Linked DNA regions of Mus musculus: regions 1 and 3 are each linked to region 2. Evidence: chromatin contacts called from public Hi-C data. All regions are on one chromosome and are shown on one strand. Each heading gives the region's core, a stretch centred on a gene start, on an enhancer-like site or on the middle of the called end of the contact. The rest is flanking DNA. Distances are from core to core; before and after follow the strand shown.

Region 1 (4,886 bases), core at 1,484-3,983, 700 kb after region 2:
CTTTAATGCTTATGCTTGTCACAATTGTTTCTCCTTTGGCACAAACAGTTAACTTTCCTTGCGATTCAGCAGCAGCAGCACACTCATTTCAGTAAGCATCAAATGTCTGCTCAAAGCACGTTCTTAAAGGTAGAGCTCTAAAATGTCTATGATATAGAATGGAACTCTTTAAACAGGAGACTTTTGTATCCTTTATAGAATAAAGAAAGACGCTAAAAAGCAGAGGAATGGGAGTTGCTACATATTAACAAGCAAACGTATTAGACCTGTTCATTTGGATAGCGTTTGTTATACTTCAGCAACCCAGGCTTCCGTTCTTTCCCTGTTAGGGGTGTGGGGATGTTACATCTTTATGTTTTGTTATCTTGACAAGGGTGCGTGAGTTGAATGCAGGGGCATTCAGATGAGCATTGGAGAATAGTCTGTAAATTACTACAAAGTTGTTTAGTCAATTAACATAAATCTTTAGGGATTATAAAGCTCAGTGTAGCAACTTCAACATTTCAGGTAGAATTAAATAAATAAAACCTGCATTTTCTTTTCCTCGGTCTTTCCTTCACAGTGTGCACTGAGCGCCACCTGCTGGCTGTTTCTTTTTTCAACACTATATTCTTCCCTAACAAGTCAGTCATTCAAAATTAAGATTAGAAAAGATATGTAAATTATTAAAGATCACATATATAGTTATATCTATAAATAATATTCTAATACACACATCGATAATCTTATGTCAATGCACAGAGAGAGTATCATGAATAAAGTCAAAAGTTGCATTATTTATAAATGAGCTATAAATATCCATATTTTACCTGGAAGTATTTATTATTACAAACTGTTATATCATAATGCTACAATTTGCCTTATGGTAGAAATACTGTGGCTTTTCAAAAAAGATTTTATTTGTAATAAACTATCGTGAAAGTTTTAGATACTAATGCAAAAATTAGGGCTGTGAATAGAGATTGCCCAGTGGTTAGAGCACTGGCTGCACTTACAAAGAACCCAGCTTCAATTCCCAGAACTTACACAGCAGTTCACATTCATCCACAGCTCAGGTACTGGGGGATCTGATGGTTTTCTTGCCTCCTTGGGCACCGGCATACACATGGTACACAGATATACATGTATGCAAAACAGTCACACACTTGAAATAAAAATAAATTATGCTTTAAAGGTTAAGTTAGAATTATTAAAATTCTCTGAATTTACCTACACCATGACGTAAGCAAAAATTAATGAAATAGAACCCAAATAAATGAAGCATCACACCACTGTTCTATACGTTTATGAGCAACTTAAGAATGTCAGATTTGGGCTGGAGAGATGGCTCAGTGGTTAAGAGCACTGACTGCTTGCTCTTCCAGAGGTCCTGAGTTCAATTCCTAGCAACCACATGGTGGCTCACAACCATCTGAAATAGGGTCTGATGCCCTCTTCTGGTGTCTGAAGAGAACAATGGTGAATACATAAAATAAATAAACCTTTTAAATAAAAAAAGAAAGAAAGAAAAGAAAAGAAAAAGAGACACCAGATTTTAATCTTATGTATTAGATTATATAATCTTAAATAACATATAATTACTAAAACTATACTAGTTATGAGCTTCCTTAAACATAATAAAAGACACACTAAGTCACAGCGCACCGAAGCACAACCACGACCCACAGCTGCTACTCATCTTTTAAAAAAAAATTTTAAAGCTCCACAATTTAAAGAATTTTCAATTCTGGAAAAGTGGATAAAAAGAAAAGATGTTTTGGTAGAAATTGTACATCGCACTATTAGCATCATGGATGATTTTTGTGTTACTTGAAATTGATAACAAGGCTTTGTTCAAATATTTCATGTTTCCAATGCTAAAGCAACAGAATCTCACGCAGTTCTGCCTACACTTCCGGTCCTCCCCAGCCCGGGAAGAAAGTTAGAATCCCTGTTTCCCATTAACTTTGTTTGCCAAACCAGATAGAGTAAAAAACAGGTGCATGCACGCCATTGTCATTTTTCCACAGCGGGAAATTATTAGTTCCGTTATATTTAACAGTTGATTGTAAAGAAAAATAATTACTCAAAGGAAAGCTCATATAAAGTGAAATAAAAGCATAAACATTAATTTAAAATTATATGTTGCAATAAGAAAACCCAACACACATTGTCATCTTTAGAACTTGAACCCTAATTACAAATGATAGCCATTGTTTACTGTAGGACACATTCGACCCATGATCTCCTTCAGAATTACTGAGCTTTTATGGACAGATAAAATGCTCCCTGAGAAGAGAGAAACACTGAAACAGGAAACATGCTCTGGGCAACAAAAGAGCATGAAAATAATGCATAGTACTTATAATTTTTAATTTTCCAAGCATCACAGATTGCTTAATACTGTATGGTTGTTGGGATTTTTTTTTTTTTGATAAGTATCATGTTTTGTTAGGAGAACATTTGGGTAAATATATTTAAAAGCTAATAAACTTTACCAAGGTATGGAATATGTTGACTAAAGATGGCTTGCAGAAAGATGCAATCCCCTCTCCTGGCTGCTTTTGCCCACAGATCTCTTAAGATCATCACTTAGGGGAGTTCTGAGTGCTTCATGTGGCTGATGCTGAAGCCCATCTCTCAGAGGTGACGTGTACAGGACATCTCCTAGCACACAGGACACAGGACACAACGAGAGCTGTAACTGGGCAGTATCTCTGAGTGATTGCAAATCAAGGCTGAAAACTCAGGTTCCTGCCAAATGCTGGCATTTCTGTTCCAGGGATCTGACCAGTTGCTGCAGGGGATGCCAGTCTTTCACCTCATCCACTGGTGTCACACTTTTGATCTAGCTCCCTAGAGAAAAATCGATTACTTTCTGGGAATTAAAAAAATAAATAAATAGAAAGGCAAAACAAAGAAGTCTAATAGAAATGGACAAGTTGACAGAGGCACTGAGAGGCTCATTTCTAGCCTGGTGCTTAAGGGAGCTTCATTGTGATCCTGCAATGCATATTACACAGAGAAATGGAAAGAGGGAAAAAGAAATTAAAAACAGCCTCCTATGATGAACTTGTATAATTTATGCCTCTGCAGAGCAGCAGGCACAGTGTGTCAGTTCCCCCTCCCCTCCTCTTTTCCCCTCCACCTGATTTCTGAGCCTCCCAGGCTGGGCAAGAATTTAAATTAAGAACACCCAACACACAAGTCAGAAATGAAAGTGCAGAATGCACTCCGATTATTCATAAGCTTGCAAGTTGTGTATTTTGGTGGAGATTTCCTCCCTTCTGCTCCTGATTGCTGATGAAGAATGGTATTTTAATAGGCAGATGGTAAAGACAATTACAGTTAGGGGCTCAGCTGGGAGTTGCATGAGTTTATTGCAAATTATTAGTTGATAAATGCTTTTGTTTACAAGCAGAGTCTTAAGCAGCTCTATAATCAGTTTATCAGCAGCGGGTAAAATTCTTGACAGCTTGCTCTTTCAGTGCAATGTCACCCCTTGACTGGTCCTTTGAAATCTGGATGGCCAGGACTATTTAGTCTGATGGCTGACATCATGTGCTGGTGTAAGTTGCTGCAGAGTCCAACCATAGCAGACCTTAGGAAACACAGTCCACACCCCAGGAATGCTAAAGACTATAAGAATCCTTTTGCTCCGCCTTTGGGCCCCCTTACCCTAGCTAGGCTGCCTTGACTGGCCTCGATGGGAGTGAGTGCATTTAGTCCTGGTGCAACATGATGTGCCAGGACAGGTTAGTACTCACGGTGGACTTCTCCTTCTCTGAGGAGAAGGGGAGGGGGTAATGAAGGGATGGGTTTGTGAGGGTGGGACTGATGGGGGACTGCAATCTGGATGTAAAGTGAATAAATAAATTAATAATAAATAAATGAAAAAAATTCATACAAATGTCTTTGCTTCATTGCTGAGTCTTATATCTTCTAAACCCTTAGTTCACAATGTTTTCAGAAAATTCTGAATCCATTTTTGTTTACAGGGCAAAACTTTCTGCCCGTACACTTCAACAGGAATCAGAATCTGAGCTTAATTACTCAGTTCAATTTTCTGAAAGGGGCTCTACATACTTCCTAGAAGAAGAAAAAGGAAATCTCCATAAGAAACACTTTCTTAAAGGAAAGAATAGATAGATAGAGAGGGAGGGAGAGAGGGAGAGAGGGGAGAGGGGAGAGGAGAGAGAGAGAGGGAGAGGGAGAGAGAGAGAGAGAGAGAGAGAGAGAGAGAGAGAGAGAGAGAGAGAGAGAGAGAAGAGCGAGCAAACAAGTAGAGTGAATTCCATTCCAGAGTGAAAAGATCTAGTGAGAATCCTTTACAAGAGGAAGCCAAGGAAAGCCTTCGGGGAGAACACGAGTTAGCAAGCACGGAGCGGAGCGTTACGTAGCCTCCTGTCACAGAAACTACCTAAGGCGGCAGTGCTTCTGATTTCTTACAGCTAATTCCTTTGAAATAAGAAAAATGACCACATTTCTTTGTTTCTGAACTCCATTCGGACCAGTATTTCCTGATGAGTTTATGCTAAGTGATAAAAACCTCTGATATTTAGAATGACAAGTCCTGTGATCTGAGAAGTTGGTTTACTGTGCAAAAAAAAAAAAAAAAAGTGTTTCTTGAAGATGCTACAGTTTAGCGTGCTTATGAAAGAGTCTCACTAGCATTTTACAAGGGGTCTGTGTGGTGCATATGGCCATAGTAATTTGTAACCTCAAGTGTTCAGACTATTCGTCGAAGAACATTCATGTGATGTCTGAGAAGCCAACTGACAGCTCATCTCTATTTAGTTTTGCTTTGCAGCTTAACGAAGTGAGTTTTGTGGGTCCTGTCGAAACAAAAATATTCCCATAAACAACTGCATGAAATAATTTCTTAAATGATCATTCCTATGTATATT
Region 2 (4,691 bases), core at 1,478-3,977:
GAGAGTGTGTGTGTGTGGTTGTGCGCGCTGGGGGGTATGTTTTGGGTCTCAGATAAGGTAAGAAAAGGAGAAACCCTACTGGTAAAGGGAGTCCTCCATTTTGCACCGAGCTCAGGGTTTTCCAGTAATGTCAGTGTTTAGTAAGGCCCATTGTTTAATAGTGTAATGGCCCATGATTCACAGAAGAATGATAGCCCAGACTCAAATAGTATGCAAAAGCAAAGAGTATTTTATTCTGCAGAAGTCCAGCATGCTAGAGTCTACCATCCACCAAAATGGAGGTGCCCCAGTGAGCTTGCAGGCTTGATTTAAAACACATTAGGGGAATTTTATGGAGGGGTATGTGATCTTTATCTTACTCTGCTTTATCTCTAAGGACATTCCAGAGCCATTGCTTTCAATGGAAGTCTGGAAACTGTTGCTGGGAAGTCTGGAAACTGTTGTTGACCCATGCATCAGGCTAGGTGACAGAGAGTTGCAGAGAGAGAGAGAGAGAGAGAGAGAGAGAGAGAGAGAGAGAGAGAGAGAGAGAGAGAGAGATCATCAGAGGGAAGAAAAAATGGAGAATGGAGGCAGATGTGAACCAGAATGGCTAGAAACAGCCACAGGTAGTTATGATATCATAAGTTAGAATAATTGGGATAAAGCTTTTATCATTATCAATTGGCTCTGAAGTTATTGTATTGGCATCTTGTTAATTGTGATTTTATTGATACATACATCTGATTGGTTAATTATAAGCCTTAAGGGTTTTGATTTTGCCAGGTTACTGGGTATGTGATATCTAACCATGAGGTTGGTGGATCAATTTGGTTACTCTAATGTGGAACAGAGCTGGTGGGACCCTGCTGGGACATAGTGTGGCCTGCCAGTTGCCAGCACTAATGTTGGAACATGCCAGCACATTTTTTTAATATTTCCCACAACACTGTAGTTTTTTTTTTTTTTTTCTAACTTGACCATATGGAGTTGACCCTTTTTGTTTATTTGTTTTCATATGACAAAGAAAATGAATATTAAAAGATATTCTTTAGGGAAAAGAATATTCTTTATATAGAAGGACACTGTTGTTACTAAAGAGAAGGTACTCAGGAAGCATCATGTTTATACCTATATAGAGATAAATTAGGAAAAGTTATCAAGGGGTTGAGGAAGGTTGTTCAGTAGAGTATTCCTTAACCTTTTGCCCCTCACCCACCCTTGGTGCCACAAACCCTTGTTCTTCAACCTAAACCAATTTCTTAAGGCTAGCTACACAATTTTTAAATATTCCCTGGGATAAGACCAAGAATGATTCTATTGCAGGTAAGGATCTCTGAGCACGAGGATTAGAAGAAACTGATAAATTTATCTCTTCTGGGGGAGGGGATAAAGGAGGGAGGTGCAAAATGGAGAGGAAAAGGGAGAGGGAGAGGAGAGGGAGGAGAGGGAGAGGAGAGGGAGAGGGGGAGGGGAGGGGGAGGGAGAGGGAGAGGGAGAAGGAGAGTGGGAGAGGGATAAGAATATAGCAGGTCTATTCAAAGCTATGTAACATGAAAGAAAGTTGATTCTGTTTGCAAAATGGCTTCCACAAACCTTTCAGAGTTGCCATTGCTATCAAGCATCTGGTCCATTTAGATGCACAAGAGCAAATACTAAGTAGCTGTAATGAACCAAGTGATACTCAATTAACAGAAGCAGCCACAGGAAACTAGTTTTCAAGCTCCTGTTCAATTTTGACCTCACTATGAGACAGTTTTTTGGTTACTTCTACTCTAAAAGTCTTTATAGTAATATCCCTATCCATTATCAACAACTGAGATCAGCATTTGAAAAGAAAAAAACAATTTCATAGCTGACAGTGGAGAAGCGTTTTATGCCACCTGGCCCCACTTATGCCCTATACTCCACTTCCCTCTTTGAACAAGTGCGTCTGCGTGTCAGAATGTGACAGATTGTCACGTGGTACAGAAGTTATTTCTATACTTTTTGCACACCAAGACTTCCTCAGGGTAATTTTGCTGCCTTTGCTAACCCAGAGTGGAATCCATTTCCACTGCTTGATTCTGAATCATACTTGTGGCTTTGGGCAGTGGAATGATGGAGGGGCCCGCCAGTGTATCAGTGTTGAATGTTGATCTCCACAAGTCTTCAGTAATTCTGATAGCTCTCTTGGAGCCCAACTCAGTGCCACAGAAAGAAAGAAGACTCAAGTTAGGCTTCTAAGTGATGAAAACTCTGGGTGCCAGTAACTTTCTAACCAGCCTCTAGGCAATATAAAAAATATCATGGTGAATTCCCATCTGCAGCTAGCCTTTGTCAGCTAACTGGAGACTACTAAAAACCAAATGCAGTTGGCAAACCCAGATCCAGGTCAGCAGAGTTCTAAGAATTCGTGAGCAATAGCAAAGACGTAGTTTTAAAAATCTCTTTCTTTGAGTTTCAGTATCAAGCAGCAGTTGAAGGTAGATTAGCAGTCTACAACAAGATCAATCTCATCACTGTCTGTAGTTCCAAAGACATTGCTAACTCCTGGAGTTGAATATGAGAACTTGCCGGAAAACTAACCACCCTACAACTAGAGTGAAACTTACTTTGGTTCTATATTATTCTGGGCTTCCAAAGGTGCTCAAGTGACTTTATTTGTACACATCCTAGCAAAACCAGTTGCCATAGACCTAGGGACTGATTTTGACGTTTTCCACAGCAGGACTAGAATCTGTCCTGGTCATTGGAGTCAGAGTTGCAAACTGGAGCCAAGTTAATCTCCATGTACCATCTGCCCTCTCAAATTTCAATGTATCCTCTCCCTGTGAGTAGTCTGCTATAAAAATTTCCCATATAACCCAAGCATTTGACCTAGGCAAGACAATGATTTGCTTATTGCCTTTGTCTTTGAATCTGTACAGCATTTGTACAGTATGCTGTACAGATTCTGTAGCCATGGAAGTCAGTCTCTAGATCAGCCTTTTTGACTCCACACTGAGGTTCCTATATATATGGCTCAATAGAATCACTTTTGGTTTTGTCCTAGGCTTTCAGTAAGTATTTACTTAGCTTTAGGAAAGATAGTTCAGGATATTGAACATGCCTTTGGAAACTATGTAGGGCCTACAAACTTTGGAAACTATATGTAGGGCCTACAAACTGCCTAGTTCACAATATTACTACAGCTCCATGAGAACTCTGACATTTTTATAATTATATGTATGTAAGTCAATACTTCCTGCGTGCCTTCTCCAGGACATGTACTTAGAAAATAGCTATGTTAGTGCAGGAGGGAATCATGAATTCTAATTCTATTCTAAGTGGGCTAGTCTGAGTAGAACTCATCAGAAGTACATCATTTGGATCTATGTTTCTTTCTTCATAGAGATACCAAATTAAACTAGATAGATGACTACAAATGTCTTGCAGCACTATGAGTTTAATCTGTGTTGGATGAGAGAGTGTGCTGATAGGTTTTTAAGTAGCAAATTACCATGAATGTTCATAGGCAAGATTGGCTATATGGACCACAGAATTTTGAGCAGATCAAACCATCATCAAACCATCATATGCTTCCACAGCTTTGTGCCTCAGACATTGCTTTTCCATGGATCCCACCTTGATAGAGAACACAGATCCATAAAGTAACAATGGTTTATTGAAAGAAATAATTTTCAAGAAATCTTGATGCAGTGTGACATACTCTATTTCTAAAGATATGTAACTTGTATTAGAAGATTATGTATCAAGATGACAAAGCAGAGTTATAGAAACTGAAGTTTATATATAACAAGATAAAGAATCTAGCTGCCTCCATTTTAGGATACTGACTGTAACTGATGGTGGACCAGTAATGCTGCCAGATCCTTTGATATGTCATTCCTCACATTCATCCCCATGGAAGAGATGGCTTTCTATTCCATCTGGAGAGGATGGACTGACATCCAAAAACTTCCTGTCTCTTGGACAGTGCTTGAGAGGCCACTGCCAATGTTTGCCACTACGAATCTTCTTTTGTATGCTTTTCTTGCTGACTGACTCTCTATTAGCTGATATTTCCTTCTCCAGATATGTTTGTTTATTCAAATATGGCAGTCTGGCCGTGTTGACTTGGGAGTAATATTTTTCTCTGTTGGGGGAATTTGTGCATCTCTGCTTTGCTTTTTTTGAAATTTAATATCACTCTTGGTTTCTCAGTGAGGGATCTTATTTCCTTTGCCGAGTACCTGGGAAGAGAAAACCTCCCAGAATTCCCGAGCAGTAATATGAAATATAATGATACTTTCATTTTTATACTTGGCTTGACTTGTACATAAACTTGCAAGAAGAAATTTGGGTGTATTTCAAAGTTATGTTTTAGTTTCATAAAGTGCTGTAAGATTTTGTTAGAATAGCATTCTTTGAAATTCTTCTTTCCAGGTTATGACAATAATTTTTTTAAATTAGTAATCATATTTCCTTCCTTACTTATTTATGTTTGGAGACTGGTTGTTTTCTCTAGAAGAATATATACTACATTTTATAGCTTCAGATCAGTGGGGTTTTATAATCACCACACTATATTGTTGAAAATAAATGTGATCTATCCTTAATCTCACTTTTCTTGCCAATCTTTCCTCCCTCTTCAGTTCTACTTCATGGTAAAAATCCCTCAAAAGAATGCATGTAGTCACATAGACTTGTTTTAAAATATGATTTTATTTTAACACACAGCGTTTTGCAGT
Region 3 (4,882 bases), core at 357-2,856, 680 kb after region 2:
TTATTGACACCATAAAAATTATTTTCCAGCTGAAGGTTTGAGCCCACAATAAAACCTTTATGTCAAAAATCACCCTTACACGAGAAGAAGAAAGCATGCTGCAAGTCTTTTAAAAGTGCCATTTTCAGAATTCCTTCTGATGATTGCTGCTCCTTTTCTCTGTAAAGTTCTATAAAGAATATATTTTAATTAGCTTCCATTTGATACCACTTCATGCATACTGCCCACTCTGACCCAGTGTGTGATCATATAGAATACATCACAAAAGAACTGGTCATTTGAGTGCTTTAATATAGCTTTGTATTAATGTCAGACATCATTTCAACAAGGCATTAAAAGTGTTATTTAATGACTGAAGTGCGGTGGGTAGAAAAGGCTTAATCTTTGTGGAAAGAACAATTTCAATTAGCGCTAAAATATTAATTTGTTGGCACCACTATATAATCTAATGTATTTGGCTACAAAACACCGAATGAATAATACATAGAAACCACTTGTCTTATAACTAATACTGCCTCTTTTTTAAAACAGTGGTTTCCAATTTTATAACCACCATTATTCAGTTAAAATTAAAAGAAAAAACTTGATCATTTTTAAGGCAGAAGCTTTCACTCTGTCCCCCTCCCCCGCAAGGTAATTTGTGAGGCTATAAATAAAGTATGCAATCTCTGGCTGGTAAGATATTGAATAGGTTTTAAACATGATATGGCTATCAGTCTTAAAAATTTAAGGGCATTTTTATTTATTTGTTTACACGGTGAGTGTAAGATATTCTCTCTGGAAACAATTTGTCTCACGGTGGAAAGTGTGAAAATATGAGAGCAAACATAACTGCAGACCTTAATCCTACCATTGTGTTCCTGGGAAGTTGAAAGGCTGGCTGGCTGCCGCTCTGGTTTTTCCCTTCTTTTAATGTCTCCCCATAGCCTTATCTTTCCATTGTGTTGCTTGTTTTCTGCAACATCTTGGCACTGGTTTTTCTGATTGTGCATGTGGTCCCTCCTTAAGGACAGTGAAAGTCACACGGGTAACACCTCCGTAGCCCTTTTGAAAATACCCTGTTTTCCCCTGCAGCTAACTAGAAATCTATGTTTGCTTCCATAGCCTTCTCCAGGGCTGCCCCACAAGGGAAAGTCTAGGTATCTCTAAATCAGGTAACACAACATGGAATGTTCGTTTCCTCCGGCCAGAAAAGATTTTATGTAGTCACAAACGTCCTCAAAACAAATAAAGGAGACAAGGATATTTACCTAGGTAGGCCTAACCAACATGAATTAATTCCATAAGTATCCTGGTCTCTATTTTTCTTCACTGGCTTGGGCCTCATTCAGTCTGGTTAATTCTCAAATATATACACAATGGATTTGTGTTAATGTAAATCCTGCTCAGTATAAAAGAAAAGAGGAAACACTGAGTTTGAGAGCAAGGCAGAGCCGCAGAAATGCAGATTCCAAACTAGGTAAAGGGAGGCTTTTGTCATAGATTTTGTGCAGCAGTTGGCATTGGCAGTATTGCAAAAAGAGATGTATTCTGTTGTGCTCTGTTTGATCAAGTGCTAAACCCGTGTGATCAATAGAGAGACAGATGTCGGGTGCAGATGGCGATGCCGTGATACCTGGGGCAGCACGGGCCTGCCAGAATGACAGAATGGGAACAGGGACGAGCAGCAATGCAACAGAATGTGACAAATGAAATTAGGGTTTATACTAGTCAATAATTTACAGCTAATACAAAGTGACAGAATTTTTCAGTACCGGGTATATTTTACCTCCAGTAATGCTATAGCCAATAAAGGCATATTTCATGCAACATAATAAAACGAAAGCTGTAGGAAAATATAGTCCAACCGTTTTTTATTATGTTACAACTTTTAAAATTGATCCCGGGGAGAATACTAATAGCATGTGAGTCTTGTTAGAGCAATGTCTAAAGGCATTTTATCTGAAAATTTATAGCAGGCCCATCACTTACTCTCATTGCATATTACACGTATAAGTTGGAGACAGATAACCCTGCACTGGCCAAGTGCATATGCGTTACTCTAGAAACAGATTACACGAGGTTCATTTGGTCTGTTTATAAAACAACAGTGAATTCCAAATTATTAAGTAAACATTTTAATTTCCTATATTAATGGATATACTTAAGCAGTCACCTGTGTAATTAAAAATGAAAACCTAAATCCAAATTAAAATTTTCTTCGTACTCAGGACAAAAGCTAACTGTATTTAGAATGCATTTTATGAGTACAATTCAAAAGACATGGGTAAGTCCCCGAAGTGACATGTGTAATAATAGTTAGCAAATCTACTGATGTCCTTATCTGACTTAGCCAATTCAACATACTCCAGGGATATTCTTGTGTATTCGGTAGCTACCTGGCAGTAGTCTGGGGCTACTTTAGGGTGGAAAAGCATAGTGTGCTCTGTTTTTCCTCCTCATTTGATTCTCCTTCTCCTTCCAAGCCCCAAGAATTTTGAAGCTAAGCCATGTCTTCACAAAACTTGAACAAACTACCATTTAGCCTGAGAATCTAATCTCCACCCATTCACACACACACACACACACACACACACACACACACACACACACACCCCTCACAGTCTCCTGTATTATCTGCATTGTGGCAGAAGAGTGCAGCTCTCTTGCCATGGACAAAGGTAAACACAAAACTAGTGAGCAGGTTTTCATTACTGCAAGACCACTCACTCACTGCCTGAAAAATCAGCCTCACAGGGTTTTAATGCATCCACTCAAATCCCATCTCCCTTCTTCAAGCTTCCTACCACTGATGGCACAGTGATTTTTCTACTCCCTTAAACTGCATTAGCAAGCACTACTGTATGACTGGGCCTGATATCAGAATTGTGTGTGAATAACACAGACACAATTGTGCTTGTGTGTTTAGCTGTGTTCATTACCCAATTGTATAGTATGTTCCCAGAGTCAAGGAACTTGACCTTTCAATATCATAAAGTATAATCCTAAAAAGACATGATAAAATGATGGATACATTTATGCACGAGTGAATTCAACCAAGAATTCATTCCATCCACCATGGCCCCTCTCTTTCATACCTTGCTCATTAGTGCCTGCAGTAATGGTGCCCCCTTAATGTTCCTGACCATTTATGAGAATAATGGCATTCCTTCATTTAGCACATTTTTATGCTTGCCTACTTGTTGTGGACATTCTGGTGGGCTTTACGGATAAGACTGTGCACAAGACAGAAGGGCTTCCTTCCCACAGGTACAGCAGGTTCAACCGAATTGTCTGAATTCAACAATGCACCAGTGAGTAGATACCATCCAGGGAGAGTGCCAGGGCTTATCTGGGAAGAGTCAGAATGCTGAATAATAGATTCTGGTGCGTGCTATATGCTCGGAGAATGTGTTGGCCATGGATAAGAGTAGCCATGGTGTGGAGAAAGTATCAGACAGACAGAACAATGTAACCCAAAAAGAACCTTGCCATCTGTATGAGGCAGGCTGAAGGAAGAAGAATCCCGTGCAGGAGAAAGTGGGGGACAGTTTAGGAAAGGGGAGCACCTGTTAGGATCTAACTTGGGTGTGGCTTTATGCAATGTGTATTTGAAAAGCAGAAGGTAAAGCAAAGCTTTCTGCTGTGCCATTAGTGCTGAGCTTCCCTAAACCCTACCCTGAACATCAAACCATTTCCACAGAAGGCTGAAGCCTAACTTGTCAGTGCTTTGTATTTAAAATAAAAGCACATAAACTTAATGTGTTTGTCATCACTTTTTTCTTCAGGTCTGTAATGGGCATGCAGAGGGTATGAGAAAAATATGGAGTATATAAAAGACCAAGGCTGTGTTATACGGCTTTGATGTTTTACTTATAGCATGCTTGTGTCTGTATATGTGAGAAGAGAGGGACAGACAGGCAGGCAGGCAGGCAGACAGGCAGACAGGAAAGAGGGTAAGTGCTGTATGCTCAGTCTGGAGATTAGATCACAATATTCAGGGGACACTTCCACCAGAGGAAGAGAAGAGTGAACTCAGGTTGTCAGCTTGTGAGGCAAGAACTTTCACTTGCTGAGCTGTCTAAGGGACCAGTTTATACGGCTTTAATTCCATAGTAATAATTTAATATGGTTTGCCTTTTTCGTATTTTTATTTCCTCTTTCAAAGAAAATAAAGATTTTGTGGGGGTAATTTAGTAGAAAGCTGTATTTGGAAAGTTTCCTTTGGTTCAAAGGGGGGTACATTCAGTTTCAGGTCCTATTCTCAAGTCTAGGGATAAAGTTCCATGAAAACCAGAACCAAGAGTCAAGTCATGAGGTAAGCAATCGGAAAGTCACAGGTCATACTCAATGCCTAAATCATAATAGCTTGAGGTGCAATTTCAGCCTTCTCCATATATGTTCCATATAACCTTCAGATTCCCAACCAGTTTAGAAGGAAGCAGAAATTAGAATTATCATAAAGGCAAGGAAAACAATTACCTCAACTAACAAAGTTTAAAAACAGTCAGATTACAATAGAGTGTACAAAATTAGCTTGTCACCATGACATTTTTAAAATCGACTACACTCTCAGCTGAGTTATACCTCCATCTTTATGCATGCATAGCTTGGAGCATCGTGAACATTCCTCTGTTGAGGGGATGTAAGGCTTTCATGAAAGGGCAAGGGCAAGGGGCAGTAGGGGAGAAATCTACTCCATCCCACCAGAGTGAGTACCTGGAGGAACAGTACTTTCCATTTTTTACCATGCCTTCTGGAGCATATTGAGTGTTTCAAACATACGTGAAACAGATGATAGCGACAAACATGATTGCTTATTCGCCACCTCTGAATTTGAGTTCCCTAATCTGACCAGGTAATTCCATTCCTCCCAAATACTAAAGTCAGAAATAATGTAATC

Evidence for each region. A called contact is a pair of places that touch in the nucleus more often than the background predicts.
Region 1: a contact with region 2 is called in a Hi-C map of cerebellar granule neurons, with 4 times the contacts expected there. The contact joins two enhancer-like sites. A contact is called at or near these places in 2 of 15 datasets of contacts at CTCF or cohesin (the NIH/3T3 cell line and pro-B cells) and 3 of 484 Hi-C or Micro-C datasets (cardiomyocytes, cerebellar granule neurons and cerebral cortex).
Region 3: a contact with region 2 is called in a Hi-C map of cerebellar granule neurons, with 2.6 times the contacts expected there. The contact joins two enhancer-like sites. A contact is called at or near these places in 2 of 15 datasets of contacts at CTCF or cohesin (the NIH/3T3 cell line and pro-B cells) and 2 of 484 Hi-C or Micro-C datasets (cerebellar granule neurons and cerebral cortex).

What each region holds. Positions count from the first base shown.
Region 1 is chr15:41,079,253-41,084,138 of GRCm38.p6, forward strand. All of the region lies in intron 5 of Zfpm2 (zinc finger protein, multitype 2), which reads left to right. Among named protein-coding and RNA genes, the nearest start is that of Gm46502, 92 kb to the right of the region's middle. Within about 2 kb of position 2,734, at least 7 of the 459 cell types and tissues checked have an H3K27ac peak or open chromatin away from gene starts, as enhancers often do. A contact at or near this core is called in cerebellar granule neurons, where this site is marked.
Region 2 is chr15:40,383,999-40,388,689 of GRCm38.p6, forward strand. No RefSeq gene overlaps it. Among named protein-coding and RNA genes, the nearest start is that of Gm41311, 43 kb to the left of the region's middle. Within about 2 kb of position 2,728, at least 2 of the 459 cell types and tissues checked have an H3K27ac peak or open chromatin away from gene starts, as enhancers often do. A contact at or near this core is called in cerebellar granule neurons, where this site is marked.
Region 3 is chr15:41,062,730-41,067,611 of GRCm38.p6, forward strand. The region is part of intron 5 of Zfpm2 (zinc finger protein, multitype 2); the gene reads left to right. Among named protein-coding and RNA genes, the nearest start is that of Gm46502, 110 kb to the right of the region's middle. Within about 2 kb of position 1,607, at least 8 of the 459 cell types and tissues checked have an H3K27ac peak or open chromatin away from gene starts, as enhancers often do. A contact at or near this core is called in cerebellar granule neurons, where this site is marked.